2 separate regions of the Mus musculus genome follow, and region 1 is linked to region 2. The links are chromatin contacts, called in public Hi-C maps. All regions are on one chromosome and are shown on one strand. Each heading gives the region's core, a stretch centred on a gene start, on an enhancer-like site or on the middle of the called end of the contact. The rest is flanking DNA. Distances are from core to core; before and after follow the strand shown.

Region 1 (7,012 bases), core at 2,793-5,292, 54 kb before region 2:
GGACACTGCTCTGCTTCAGTTTAGATCTATGAAAAGCTTAGGAATTGGAACAGCCACCACTGTTTCTAAGGCTCCATGACTCTGACGACTAAGTATACAGATTTTAATAAAATGTTTGTTTGCTCACATCTAGTTAAAATATCATCTGTTCTCAGTTTGACTCTGGGTTCTCTGCGTTCCATGCTTTGTAGTGTGCGGTCCTCTGGCAGAACACCTGCTTTTCTTTGTAGCTGCAAGATATCCAGGGCTTCACAGGATGTTACCCCACGGCCTGCTCAGTTTCCTTTCTTACCTGCAGGCCTGCCTTCAATTTCCCACGCAGATGCCAGCTGTAACTTGTTTCTGATCTCCGGACTGTGTGAGGACCCTTTATGAGCTACAGAATTGCATGGCAGTCTCTAAGTGTACTGCAGCTACAGCTTTAATTTTGATTCTTTTCTTTTTTTGTGGTACAGTGTATGGTGTATACGTTCATGTGTGTGTGTGTGGGGGGGGAGAGTGCACGTGTGTTTGTGTCAACGCCAAGTGTGTTTCCTCAGTGGTTCTCTAGCTTAGTTTTTGAGATGGAATCTCTCCTTACCCCTGGAGCTTGATGATTGGCCAGGTCAGCTTCCCAGTGAATTCCAGGCATCCTCCTGTCTCTACCTCCCCAGTGCTGGGATTACAGGCACTTGCTGCTCTGCCTGGCTGTGTGTGTGTGTTTCTAGGATCCAAGCTCAGGTCCTCATGCTTGCAATGAAAGCACTTTACCATCTTCTCAATGCTTGACTCTCTGTCTGTGAGTGTTGGGTTGTCCTTATTTCTCCTTTTAGACTTAAACAAAAGGGCAGAGGTTAAGTGTGGTTTGTTCACAGTTATGTTGCCAAGGTCTTACATGGCACCCATCAGATAGAACATATCCAAGAAATATGTTGAATCAATGCCCGAGGCTGTAGCATATGGTTGAGACTTTTGCTTTAGACAAATCTGGTTTCAAATTGTGTCTCCACTTACTCTCACAGTGAGATCCCCAGAAGTTATTTAACCCTGATGCCTAGACTTCCTTAACTGCAAAATGGGAGGCCAGGGGATCTTGTCTAGTCATTGGTCATCAACGCACATAAAACAGGTTGTATGGAACAGGCCTAGAGCACCAGGCTCCTGATCATGAAGTAAGAGCAAGCTATTCATTGGTATTTGTAGGACCACCATGAAGGAGGCATCATGAATCCCTTTGTAGCAGCTGAGCTGAGCTCACCCTACAGGGGTGCTAGACATACTGCCATACCATGAGCTGCTGTTTGCTTAGCAGGCTGTTCAAAGTCATGCTGCCTTATCAGTTATTTGTTTGGTTTTGATCTTTCCTTTTCTTCCTTGTGCCATTGGTGTACATTTCTAAATCACCAGTGCTTGCGTTTATCTTTCAGTTCTGGTTCGATGCCTGCTGTGCCCTGATGTACTGCAAACACTGGATGCATGAGTATGAATAATAACTTCGATAGCTGTGTGCACACTGCACCACAAATGCTCACACCCCCATCCTGTATTTCCTATGACTAGAGTTTTCAAGTTTTCTTATGTTTTAAAGCCAATGTCTTTTACTTGCTAATATTTCCCCCTACTAGGATGTAGTAACAAAATAAAACATTTAAAATTTATCATTCTCTCATTTTATTTGTAATTATTTCCTCGCTCTCTCTCTCTCTCTCTCTCTCTCTCTCTCTCTCTCTCTCTCTCTGTGTGTGTGTGTGTGAGAGAGAGAGAGATGGTGCATGTGTAGAACAACCCTGTGGAGTCATTTTTCTCCTTCTACTTTCTTGTGGGATTTGAGCTTGACCTCTGGATACAAGGCTTTCACGACAAGTGTCTTACTCACTGAGCCTCCTGGCTGGCCCTGTTTTGTTTTATCTACTGAGAAAAAACAATGCACTAGCTTGCAGCCTTTAGGATAAAATTGTGCAGACCTCTCCGTCACTCCCCCCACATCCTCCACCCCATCCCAGTGTCTCTGACTTTTCAGATTGGCCAAGAATCAGGAGTTCTGACCAGATTGATTGTTAGGGATGAGCAAAACAACTTATGTAAGATAATTAGACAGTTTACAAACAAATCTATTTGTTTAGGAAAAGGTGTCAAGTTTTAGCTACTAACTGATCAAATTATAATCCTTGTCTTGGAGACACTAGTGAATTTTAGACAAAATCATGCGGATTTGAGATGGCTACAGGGTGGATCTTATTCCTGTCTCTTAGCAGCAGCTACCCAAACAGCAAACACCACTGGGCCTTCAGCTTTCTTTTAGAAATGCCTCAGGATAATTTCTCTCTTTTCTGGAAAAGTGACATATACACATGGACTCAGTGTGGAAGAACTGTTAAAAAAAATCATTGAAAATGCTTTAAAGGGGCTGAGGATGCAGCTAGTCTGTGTGGAGCACTTGCTGAGCACGTATAAAGGCCTGGATGTGTGTCTGCTGTCCCACTCAAATGGCACAGGCAGGAGGACCAGAAGTTTAGGGTCATGCCTTCACTGGGTCTCTAATAGCCCAGGCTATGTCAGGAGGTTGAGGCCAGCCTGGGCTACTTGTTTGAAAGCTTCTCTTTGAGCGGCTTCTTCTCTTAGCTCATGTCAATAGAGCTCTGAAGTGAGAGGGGCTACTCGTAGGTGATTAATTGGTGATAGACTTGGGCTTGAAACCTACCACACTCTCAGGCATGATAAAGAAGGAAAATATCTGGACACTAATTTTATTAGTCAGATACGGTTTGGGGGACACAGGAATGAGAAAAATCCAAATCAAATCTCTAACCTAAAGGATTTTGTGATGAGAGTAACAGAGTCTGCACGTCCAGACTCTCGGAGCCCAAGGCTCTGTACCACGTGGGTTGTCTCAAGCCTGGTCGGTGCTCTGTCTGTGATGCCAGGGGCTGCTGGAAGTGTTCTTCTTCCTCCTCTTCTTCCTCCCAGAACTAAGAGTGCTCAAAGCCCTCGGAACAGTATGTGATCTCCACTGCAGCGGATTAGACAGGCGCTGAGGCAGGGGAAGAGCTGCTGGGGCTAACAGATGGGGTGCCATCTCTTAGAGTGGGAGGAGAGCCTTTCTCCCTTCTTCAGTCAGGGTTCCTGGTGGGAAGGAGGGACTTGGGTACTGAAAGCAAGCAGTGATAAGACCCAACACATCGCAGCCAGCGGAATAGATCCCAGCCCTCAGAAAGCTGCATCCTAGGACCTTAGGGAACGTGTGTAGCCTGTAGTTATCCACTCTTTGAGCGTTCTCCTTCAGGGAGCTAGGGCTCTGCCACATCCTGATGGGAGGGGGAATGGTCTGAGACCTGACTCCTCAGCCGGTGGGAAGTCTCAGCTTTGTCTTCAGCTGGTGAAGACACGGTTTTTCAGGGACTCAGCTGGTGAGGGAACCCAGTGGTTTGCTGTAGGTCAGTGATGTCGCCTCACATTTGAAATGGAAAGACTTCGTGAAACAGTTTTTCTAGAAGAGCCCATTGTTGAGTAAACGTTTATTTCCTTCTGTGTGTGTCCCCTTTCCCTCTCCATTTCCACCTCCCACCCCCACCCCGTGTGCGTGTGCGTGCGCGCACTATGAAGTAGGGACCTTGCCTATGTCTTCCCTTTCTCTTTAGCTTAGCACAGTACCCAAAGGACACCCGTTTCTCTCTTAGACACCATCCAGAAGCTCTTCCCGGCCTGTCTTAAAATCTAAATTCCTAGAGTGTGGCAATGGGGCTGCTCTGTGGCTAGCTGCTCAGCAGAAGCCCCAGGGCTGACAGAAATCTTGCTAAGTAGCATTTGTTTTCTCTAACAGACTTGGAACTTTAAAAAATATATCTAAATTACCAATGGTTTTTGTTTTTGTTTTGAGAATTTCATATCTAAGTGCTAAATTTACATAATTCCAACCCTCCCTTCTCTCCTGTCCCTCCCGAATTCATGACCTCTTCTTTTTAATTAGTCTTGGAACTTTGAGAGAGTGTCTGGAAGCTTCCACAGGAAATGCCCCATGTCAGTTTACTCACGGTTGGGTTCTCTGGGTTTCTGGCTATCTAGATTTAGACACGTAGCCACAGTGTGATTTTCTTTTTAGTCTTCACTGACTCCTGGGCTTTGAAGATACAGCTGTGCTGGTTTCTGTTTTGGTTTAGTATTTATTTATTTTATTTTATTTTTAACAAGCAGTGAAGCTCGAGGCTGCACTTCACTTCCTTTCTCCATTTCTTGCTTTAAAAGAGGACATGAAGGAGACTTGAATGAGGCTCAGGTGCCATGGCTGCAGTGTGGTTTGGGAATAGTTACCTAAACCAAGCTATTTAATTTTGTTGCTAGAGGGAGGCTGAAGGGATAAATAGAGGCTAAGAGCTCAGGCTGCTCTTGCAGAGGACCTGGGTTTCCAGCACCCACATGTCAGCTCATAACCAGATGTAATTCCTGTTCCATTGCCTTCTTCTGGCATCCTGGCACATGCATGCTATAGAAACATGTATGCAGGCAAGCCTTCATATACTTAAAATAAAAATAAGTAAAATTGTAATTTGTAGATAGCCAATTATTTCTGCTTTCTAAATATGTTCCTGCATCAGTAAACACAACGTCAAATCAAGGACTTAAGGGCTGGAGAGACGGCCCTACAGGGTCCTTAAGAGTGTTTGCTACTCTTGCAGAGGACCTGGGTTTGGTTTCTGCTCAAGTCAGGCAGCTCACAACTGCTTTTAGCTCCACTTCTAGAGGATCTGATGCTCCCTCTGGCCTCCACAGAGCTGCAGGCTTATGGTACACATACAAAGCAGACACAGATATCTGCATGAAAACCTATTAAAATTGAAAAGAGAAAACACCGAGTGGCTGGGAATGGTGGCTCATACTTGAAGCAGGTGACCGAGGATGTGCCGTGTCGTTAACTTACTCTGAGGGACAGACACTAGGAGCGAAGACAGGCCCTCTCATGGCTGCTACACTGGGCTGATCTGGACGGAAACTAATAATGAACAAGGACTTCTGTTGGTGATGCTGCCTGAGTCCAGAGTAAACTTTGGGGCAACGTTCCTCTCTCACAGACCTTCCTCAGATAAGAGCAGCTTTCTTATTTTTCTACTAGTCCTTGTGCCTTCTGCAAGAGATGCCACCAGCTTCTGCGGTTGTGGCCTTTCACTGTGCAAGTTACAGGTAGATACACAGTTAGAGGCCTGGCTGTCTCCTATTGTGTGTGTACTTTCTCATCTAATTTATAGTTATGGATGGCATTAATATTTGTACTTAACTTGGACTTTATGCCCAAAGCTAGAACAACTTAAATGAGGAAGAGGCTGCGAGTCTGAACTGGTTTAGATGAGAGATTGATTATATATGAAATCTACATTGTCCCTGCCGAGTACCAGGAAGGTGAGATGACTGTGCGGGGCTGCCCCTTTTATGATTAGAATTTTGGTGGGAAAACTTCACAATGGGCCTTAAAAACAGTTGCTCAAATAAGTTAGCTTTAAAAACAATTACTGTGTAATTTAGTTCAAAACACACCGAACTCTAGGCAAACGGTGACTAAGGAGACAGAGTCAGCCTTTCCTTAGCACTGAGCTCCGTAGTCAGTTGTCTAGTACAGAAAGGTCAACCCAGAAACCATGCATACAATAAAATCAGTATCAGCTGGTTGTATTTCTATATCTGTGTACAGATACACATATATACATAGGTAATCATAATAATTGGAGAAGAGGAGGCTGTCAATCTGAGAGTGGGAGCAGGTTGGAGGGGGAACCAGAGAGGGCCTGGGAGGAGGAAAGGGAAGAAAGAGCTGTGATTGTGTTTCAATTAAAATTAAAAATTCACAGAAAGTGTGAGGGTTGGGGAGTTGGCTCTGTGGTAAAGGGCCTACTGTGCAAGCCTGAGGACTCCTGTGAAAGCTGGATTGGGCAGGGGTAGCACTGGATAGGGCAGGTTCAGCACTGGTCTGAGTGGGTGTATCAGATGGAGACAGGAGGATCCTGGGGCCTGAGGGCCAGCTTGTCTAAGCTAATCAATGAATTTCAGGTTCAGTGAGAGACCCTGCCTCAAATACACAATGGAGAGACATTGGAGGAAGAGAATTGACTGGCTTCCATATTTGTAGGTACAGGTCAGAGTGATACACATGTGTGTGTATGACCCTCACCTCATTCTCCAGGAAATGTGAAATATAATGATAAGCACATTTACACGATTTAGTCACAGAGCACAAATGATCTCCAGGTTGGTGCTTTTCTGCTCATTTCTACAGAGGGTAGAAGATTATACTATCTTAGAGGGAATTAGGAAAATCTTACTGTGCTGTCTAGTTTTATATCAACATAGCTATGGTCATTGGACAGGAGTAAACCTCAATTGAGAAAACACCTCCATAAGATGGGGCTGTAGGTGATCCTGTAGGGCGTTTTCTTAATCAGTTGATTGATATGGGAGGGACCAGCCCATGTGGGTGGTGTCACCCCTGAGCTGGTCATTCTGAGTTCTGTAAGAAAGCAGGCTGAGCAAGTCATGGGGACCAAGCCAGTAAGGGACGCCCCTCCCTGGCCTCTGTATCAGCTCCTGCCTCCAGGTTCCTGTCCTGCGTGAGTTCCTGTCCTGACTTCCTTCAGTGATGAACAATGATATGGAAGTGTAGGCAGACAAACCCTTTCCTCCCCAGATTTGGTCGGGGTATTTCATCACAGCAATAATAACCCTGACTAAGATATGATACCCCAATCAAAAAACAGACTCCTTAAAAAGAAGAGTGATAGCCTGGTGCTTGTATGTATTTGCATTAACTGAGAAGATTGGAGATAGTTATATATCCCTTAGATTCCTGGATCTTCAGTTTCAGGCAGTTGGTTGCAGTATTAGTTGGCACTGAAAGTGGATTTGCCTTTAGCAGTTTAGAAGCAGGAAGAGCAGCAGGAAGAGGCAGGAATCTGTGCTCCTCGGAAGCTGCCCCCAGGCTATACAGCAGCCGGTTCCAAGTCTTGGTAAAGGCTGTAGCCAGAGGAATCTGCTTGGTATCAGCTCAGAA
Region 2 (6,403 bases), core at 2,358-4,857:
TCTCTCTCTCTCTCTCTCTTTCTTTCTTTCTTTCTTTCTTTCTTTCTTTCTTTCTTTCTTTCTTTCTTTCTTTCTTTCTTTCTTTCTTTCTCTCTTTCTTCCGAGACAGGGTTTCTCTGTGTAGCCCTGGCTGTCCTGGAACTCACTCTGTAGACCAGGCTGGCCTCAAACTCAGAAATCCGCCTGCCTCTGCTTCCCGAGTGCTGGGATTAAAGTTGTGCACCACCATGCCTGGCTGAAATAAATATTTCTGTTTGATTTTTGTCATAGAATATATATATATATATATACATATATATATATATATATATATGTGTGTGTGTGTGTGTGTGTGTGTGTGTGTGTGTACACATAAGAACATCATATTGTAAGTATATTTTTATATGTATCTAGTTTATATGTATGCATATAAATTCAGTTCCCTTTCTTCTCACTCGGCTCTTATGTTTAATTAAATTTAGAAATGTATATTTGATTCCTGAAATGAATTCATCCATTACAATTTAATCGTCAGTGTGAACAGGACACATCCAGATAAACTAATTGAAAAAAAATACTTCCTTTTTTTTTTTGGATAGCGAATGCCACTTACCCACTAAAGTGATCTGCTGAGTGCTGGACCCCAAACATAAACCAGACTGTAAATTATCCATAATGTGCTTAAATTTGTTTCTCTTCCAGATACAAATGGAGCTTTGTTCCTGAGTATTTACTTGTTAACATTTAAATCAGGAAACTAATCTCAAGGAGAATAAGACTTTGTAACATTCTCATTGATGTGTTTGCACTTATTTTATTAAATATACATTGATAAAATTTTCCTGAAATACTATTCATCCATTTCTTTTGATGTAACATAAGTACTGTGTGTGCGTGCGTGCACTTGTGTGTGTGTGTGTGTACATATCTGTCAATATATCACATAGTTATTTATCTGAAAGTTGTTTGTGTTGCATGGCTTCAGTAGGATGGATGAGAAGCCATTTCTTGTTGTCTGGCCAGTATTTTTCCACTGTCTGTGCTTGCTGGCCACGTTCAGGCCTTGCTGTTTAATTGAACAATCACCTCTATTGTGGTGACAATAGACCTGGGTCTTGCTGTGATGATGAGGTACAAGCTGAAGTGCAGAACTCAGAAGGATTCTGTTTAGGATACAGGGCTTGTGGTAGAAACTAGTTCCAACTGGTTCTGAGTGACCTTGGGATGCACAGGTAGAATTAAGAACAATACTCACCGTCAACATGAATAACATATGGTTGCTTTGATCCATCAGCTATCTATGAAATTGGATTTGGAGACTCTTGGTTCAAATTCCAGACCAATTTCTTAGCCACACTTTGTGTGTATAAGAACACTGTTTTCATCTTCGTAACCCTGACTATCTCTCAAGTCTGGAGGGTGAAGAGGAAATGGCTTTTGTTGCCAGTAATACTCTTCACTGTTTACACAGTGTTTGCTAATACCCAGCAAATCGAAGGGATGAAGAGTAATGTCTTTACCATCAAGGTCTATGCTATAGTTTGGATCTTTAATGGCCCCCAAGACCTGTGTGGAAGGCTTTATCCCCAGGCTGTGGCTCTATTGTGGACTAGAGAGTCCAACAGTGGGGCCTAGTAGAAGTTAGGTACCTGGTCTACCATGGAGGGGCAGTTGGTGCTCCATCTCCTTCTTGCCCTTCTCTTTGCTTGCTGTCTATGATGAGGTTAGTGGTTCCGCCCTTCACACAGTCCCACTGTGGTTTCCTGTGGCACCACAGATCCAAGTGCAGCAGAACTTGCAGTTGTTAACTGACTTGACTACCTCAGGCATTGTGTCACAGTGATGGAAAGACACCTAGCATACCCTGTCATTTGCCCAGGGACTCACAAATCCTATGTGTGGTTGAACTTGTGTCACGTGTTCTAATCTAGAGTCTTATCAGCAAAGATCTTGACAGCTCACACCCTGAGTTTTAGCTCCTTTATCTCAGAGAACATAAGGTTGGATTTTATCTGAGTCTCCTTGGAGGTTTAACACTGCAGTGTTGCACAGCCTAGAGCTATGACAGACAGCTTCTCTTCCCTTCAGTGATGAGTAGATGGCTGTCCACAGGGAGGAGATTGCTGTGCTCATGGATGGTGGGCCACACAGTACTTTGATGAACTTTAATGTTTGTTAACATAGGCCAGACATTTCTGATGGCCTTTGTAACCTCTCTAGGCAAGGCCAAGGTTGAAGTTTGGTTTGACATTCCATGCTGGAGCATTCACTCTCTCTCTCTCTCTCTCTGACAACTTCTCAACATTAAGAGTTTGATGTAGACAGTACATTTCCAAATGAGTTTTTTAGTCTGAGACATAGGCAGAGCTACACCTGTTGCATACTGTCCCCACAGTCAAGCCTGAGATTAATTGCTACCGTGTACCGGCCCTTGTTTTCCTATCTCCTACCTGAAGGAGTCTTCTAACAGCTTTGTCTGTCAGTCACTGGGAAAGACCACTGGTCTCCACTGCATCCTCTTGTAAAGAGGAGAAGAACTTTCCCAGAGCCTCACCCTTGAGTCTGTCCACATGCAGGGAGTGAAAGTCTCGGGCAGCAACTCTCTCTAAGTCAGCATGAGCTCATTTTACAAGTCAGCATGGAAGGGCATTAGGTGGATATCCACCTTGCCGAATGGCAGCTTGCAGGTGGTTTAATACGTTCTGCCTCACTTGCATCTTAATCTTTAAGAAGGAGGAGACATGAGAAAACATGACTTCTCTTTACTCTTGGCCAAGACAGTGAGATTTAGACACTGGCCTTGACCAGAGTGCTGAAGGTGGTTTCTGGGAGGCAGAGACAGCCTCAGAGGCAAATATTTTAGGGATACAAAGAGCAACACTTCAAACTTGAGCAGGTGGCTACCAGACGTGGAGGTATAGGCTATTGTACGGCTAGGTTTGCAGGGCCTCACCCAGTGTGGAGTTTCTGCTACACACTATTGAGAGGTTTCAAGGGTCTTCCCTCCACAAGTGTTTGAAATGAGTTTGAAGCGAGTGCCTCTGGTTGCTTCATTTCCTTCCAGGGTAATTAGAAAAGAGGTCCTGATGTTGTGTTTCCTCTGACACTGCATGGTGAACCCCCGAGTCTTGCTGGATGACTAATGTGTCCAGAGATGCCTTGTTCCTACAGAGCGTTGGCCTCTGAGGTGAAGGTTAAACTTGTCAAGGAATTAAACTCAAATCACTTCCTTTTGTTTGTGCTTCCCATGACTGTTTCATGAAGCAAACTTTTCCTTTTCCTTTGTTTTAAAACTTTTTGTTGTTGTTGAGCCTTAGCATGATGAAGAGGCCATTGTCTAGTTCAAAGTGGCTCTGAGGGAGTTTCTGACTGGAGAGTCCCTTTCAAGTTGAGAGAATGAGCAGATGTAGAAAGCTAACTTCAGTTTTGTTTTGGGTTTTGAGACAGGGTCGCATGCTGTAGCCTAGGCTAGGCTCAAAGCCATGGCAGGCCTTCTGCCTCAGACTCTCAAGTACTTGGATTACAGGTGTGAGTCACCACCAGCTTTTTAGCAAGCTAACTGTAACAGCAGGGTTGGAAAGGTCTGGGTGAGTCTGAACTAGCTGAGTTCTGCAAGCAGGGAAAAGTGGGCCTGTTGGAGGTGCCACTCACACTGGTATTGTGACAGAGCCTGAGTCATACTGTACTTACAATACAATGGAAAGTGTCTCCCCTGTTCAATGCTGTTCTGTTACAGAGACTTCACGAATTTTATACAAAAACACACTGGAACGTCTCCCACCGAAAGGTTGAACGTGTTGTTCATTGCACACTCTTGGGGTGTTGTTCAGTTTGAACCTATGATTGCTTTTTGCTGCTTGCTGAGGGCTTAGTCAGCTCTGAGAGAAGGAGGCAACATTAATCATACTGCCTCACATTTATGACAGGCTTTCAAGTTCACAGAGAGATTTTATCTTCTTGTCCATCTCAGCAGCCCTGTGAAGTAGGTGTGGCCGGCATTATTAACACTTTCATTAGGCAGTAAACTTAGAACTGGACAAAACATCCGACTAGCCCACGATTAGTATGTATATTCTAACATTCCCCCTGAAGAAGACAAAGCGAGAAAACTAACCACACATAAGCTCCACTCCCCCAGCTTTTTCCACAGTTGTTTGACGGATGGTCCGTCGATCCAAACTGTCTTGCAGTCCTAATTCTCATGCTTTATTTACTAACTTATAAAATGAAATGTTACCTGTAGGAGATTCCCAGGAGCAGTTGACTAAAGCCCTGCTGTGAAAGGGATTTTGCAATAGGAGGCTTTGCCTGTCAGGCAGGATGGGTGGAAGCTTGTTCATCTGGCCCACTTCACCCCTCCCTTCCCTGTTTGCAGCCCCGAAGCCACAAGGCTACTGGGCATTGGTCCCGTCCATTCTAGTGTAGAGCCTTACCAAGTCTGACCGCAGTGGTTCAAGGCATTTGTGTTCATCTTTCCGTCTCCTGCTCTCTTCACCTTTTGAGTTCTGTCAAAGCTTGAAGCTCATTGAAAGCTCTGCATTTTCCATGGGCTGTGGTGGTACACCTGAGCCCGTGGCCTCTCCCTGCAGGTCTGGACCTCAGCCAAACACTTGGTTTGCACATCCCAGCCAAGGTCCTAGGCTTCGTGCACTGGAGCGTCTTGCACAGCTGCTGGCTCTGCTGCAGTAACCTTGCATCCCCCTTCTGTGTTTGTTTCCTCCTTGGGAAGCCTTTTCTGACATCTGCCACATGCGTCTGCTGCATGCGTCTGCTGCATGTGTCTGCTGCATGCGACTTTATTCAACATCTCCAGACCCCACCATGGAAAACTTTACAGAGGGTTTCCTAAGGGTGGGACCTCAGTTGTAGCGCTCTGGCTGGACTCCTGTGGGGAATACAGTAAGCAAGGTTGGATGTTTGGTGTTTCCTAACCACTTGAGCCACATACTTGCTCCTCACTGCTGTCTTCATAGACATTTTCCTGGCTTCCCAAAGAAGCCATTTCAAAGGAGTGGCATTGGAGTGTTCTGGTATTTACAAAAAAGTATTTTCGGGGTCAGAAGTCCCCTTCCTGATGTACTACGATAGGAATCTGTAGCAAGTGAGAGACCTGTTGCTCCTCTTTTAGCAAATGATTGAGTCGAGGAGGGCGGGCCGTGGATCACAGGGCTCTGCTCTGGGAGAGCATCGATTTTCGATTTGCGGTTTTGTTGTACCGAGACGGTGAAGTTTGGTCACTGCCTCATATTTGTTGAAAGAGTCTACAGCATTAACTCACAGATGTTCTTTCAGAGTTGTGCTTTATAACTCTGTATAACCCTCTTTGTAGTCACTAGTGTGTAGGAAATAATTTCTGAGCCATGTAGGGATACACTGCCAATGATAACATGTCTCAACTGTAGCCTTTGTTTTCACCAGCAAGTGCCAGGTACTTTTGAGTCACATTGAAGCTGTGATGGTCTTCCAGCCTGGGTTAGCAGTTTGACGATGTCTGCTTTCTGCTCCGTATAAACTATCAATTTTGGGCTGGGGTTATATCTTAGTGGAGCTATAGCTTAGTGCCTGGCTAGCATTCAATCCTGAGCACTGCCAGATCAAATAAACAAACATTTGTTGTTATTAGTATATTTTTTAAAAACTTACTGATTTTTTTGTGAATTTCACATCATGTACCCCCTTCCCCCTCCCCTTGTATCTGCCCCCTGCCCTTGCAACCTCCCCTCAAAAGAAAACACACACACACACACACACACACACACACACACACACACACTAATAAAAATAAGACAGAGCATAGAAAACATCTCCTGTGGAAGCTGTAGTGTGTCACAGTGTGTCCAGCAGTGTGTCCCTCTGTCCACACATCTTCAATTGTGAATGTTCATTGCAATGAGTCTTGGGTCTGGTTCAAGGTCTCTGGCTTCTGTGACCCCACCAACATTATCAGATCCTCACTGGGACTCCTTTGGGTTATTCATGTCCAGTGTCATGGAGACCCTTCAGTTTTGGATCAGCAGGACTGGCATTTTCACCTGTCCCAACAGTTCACAGATAACACAGATTTTGCCGTGGGCCAACTAAGAGCCCTGGATCTAGGCCTGGGTGTTGGTTGAGCCGGTCAGCCCACTGGTTCTCCCTTATCCGCACCACCAGGGGGAGCTCTACAGCACAGCTCTAACTAGGCCACCCAATGCCACCATCATCAGGAGGCAGGGTCAGCTTTTCTGCTGCCCTCAAGGCCAGCTCACCTGAACCCATGCCTCCAAAGTCAGCTTCACTAGGCTGCCCAATCAAGGCATGGAGCCCACTCTCCCAAGTGCTGCAGTCTGTGAGGGGCTGGGCCAGTTCTGCACAGATCCTGGAAGTACACATGGTCCTGGTTGGCCGCCCCTCTCTAGTGTGCGTCCAAACCCCGGCTGCCACA

Evidence for each region. A called contact is a pair of places that touch in the nucleus more often than the background predicts.
Region 1: a Hi-C map of Th2 cells shows a contact between it and region 2, with 1.5 times the contacts expected there. The contact joins two enhancer-like sites. A contact is called at or near these places in 5 of 39 promoter capture datasets (the 3T3-L1 cell line, the C10 cell line, HPC-7-derived erythroid cells and 1 more), 3 of 15 datasets of contacts at CTCF or cohesin (CD8 T cells, the NIH/3T3 cell line and large pre-B cells), 18 of 484 Hi-C or Micro-C datasets (the 63-12 cell line, the BV-2 cell line, the C10 cell line and 13 more) and 8 of 115 datasets of contacts at active chromatin or transcription factors (the 230-238 cell line, CD8 T cells, DN3 thymocytes and 5 more).

Annotation. Positions count from the first base shown.
Region 1 is chr6:146,483,296-146,490,307 of GRCm38.p6, reverse strand. The region is part of intron 1 of Itpr2 (inositol 1,4,5-triphosphate receptor 2); the gene reads left to right. Among named protein-coding and RNA genes, the nearest start is that of Itpr2, 15 kb to the left of the region's middle. Within about 2 kb of position 4,042, at least 40 of the 459 cell types and tissues checked have an H3K27ac peak or open chromatin away from gene starts, as enhancers often do. A contact at or near this core is called in the G1E-ER4 cell line, the HPC-7 cell line and Th2 cells, where this site is marked.
Region 2 is chr6:146,429,890-146,436,292 of GRCm38.p6, reverse strand. The region is part of intron 2 of Itpr2 (inositol 1,4,5-triphosphate receptor 2); the gene reads left to right. Among named protein-coding and RNA genes, the nearest start is that of Itpr2, 69 kb to the left of the region's middle. Within about 2 kb of position 3,607, at least 49 of the 459 cell types and tissues checked have an H3K27ac peak or open chromatin away from gene starts, as enhancers often do. A contact at or near this core is called in the G1E-ER4 cell line, the HPC-7 cell line and Th2 cells, where this site is marked.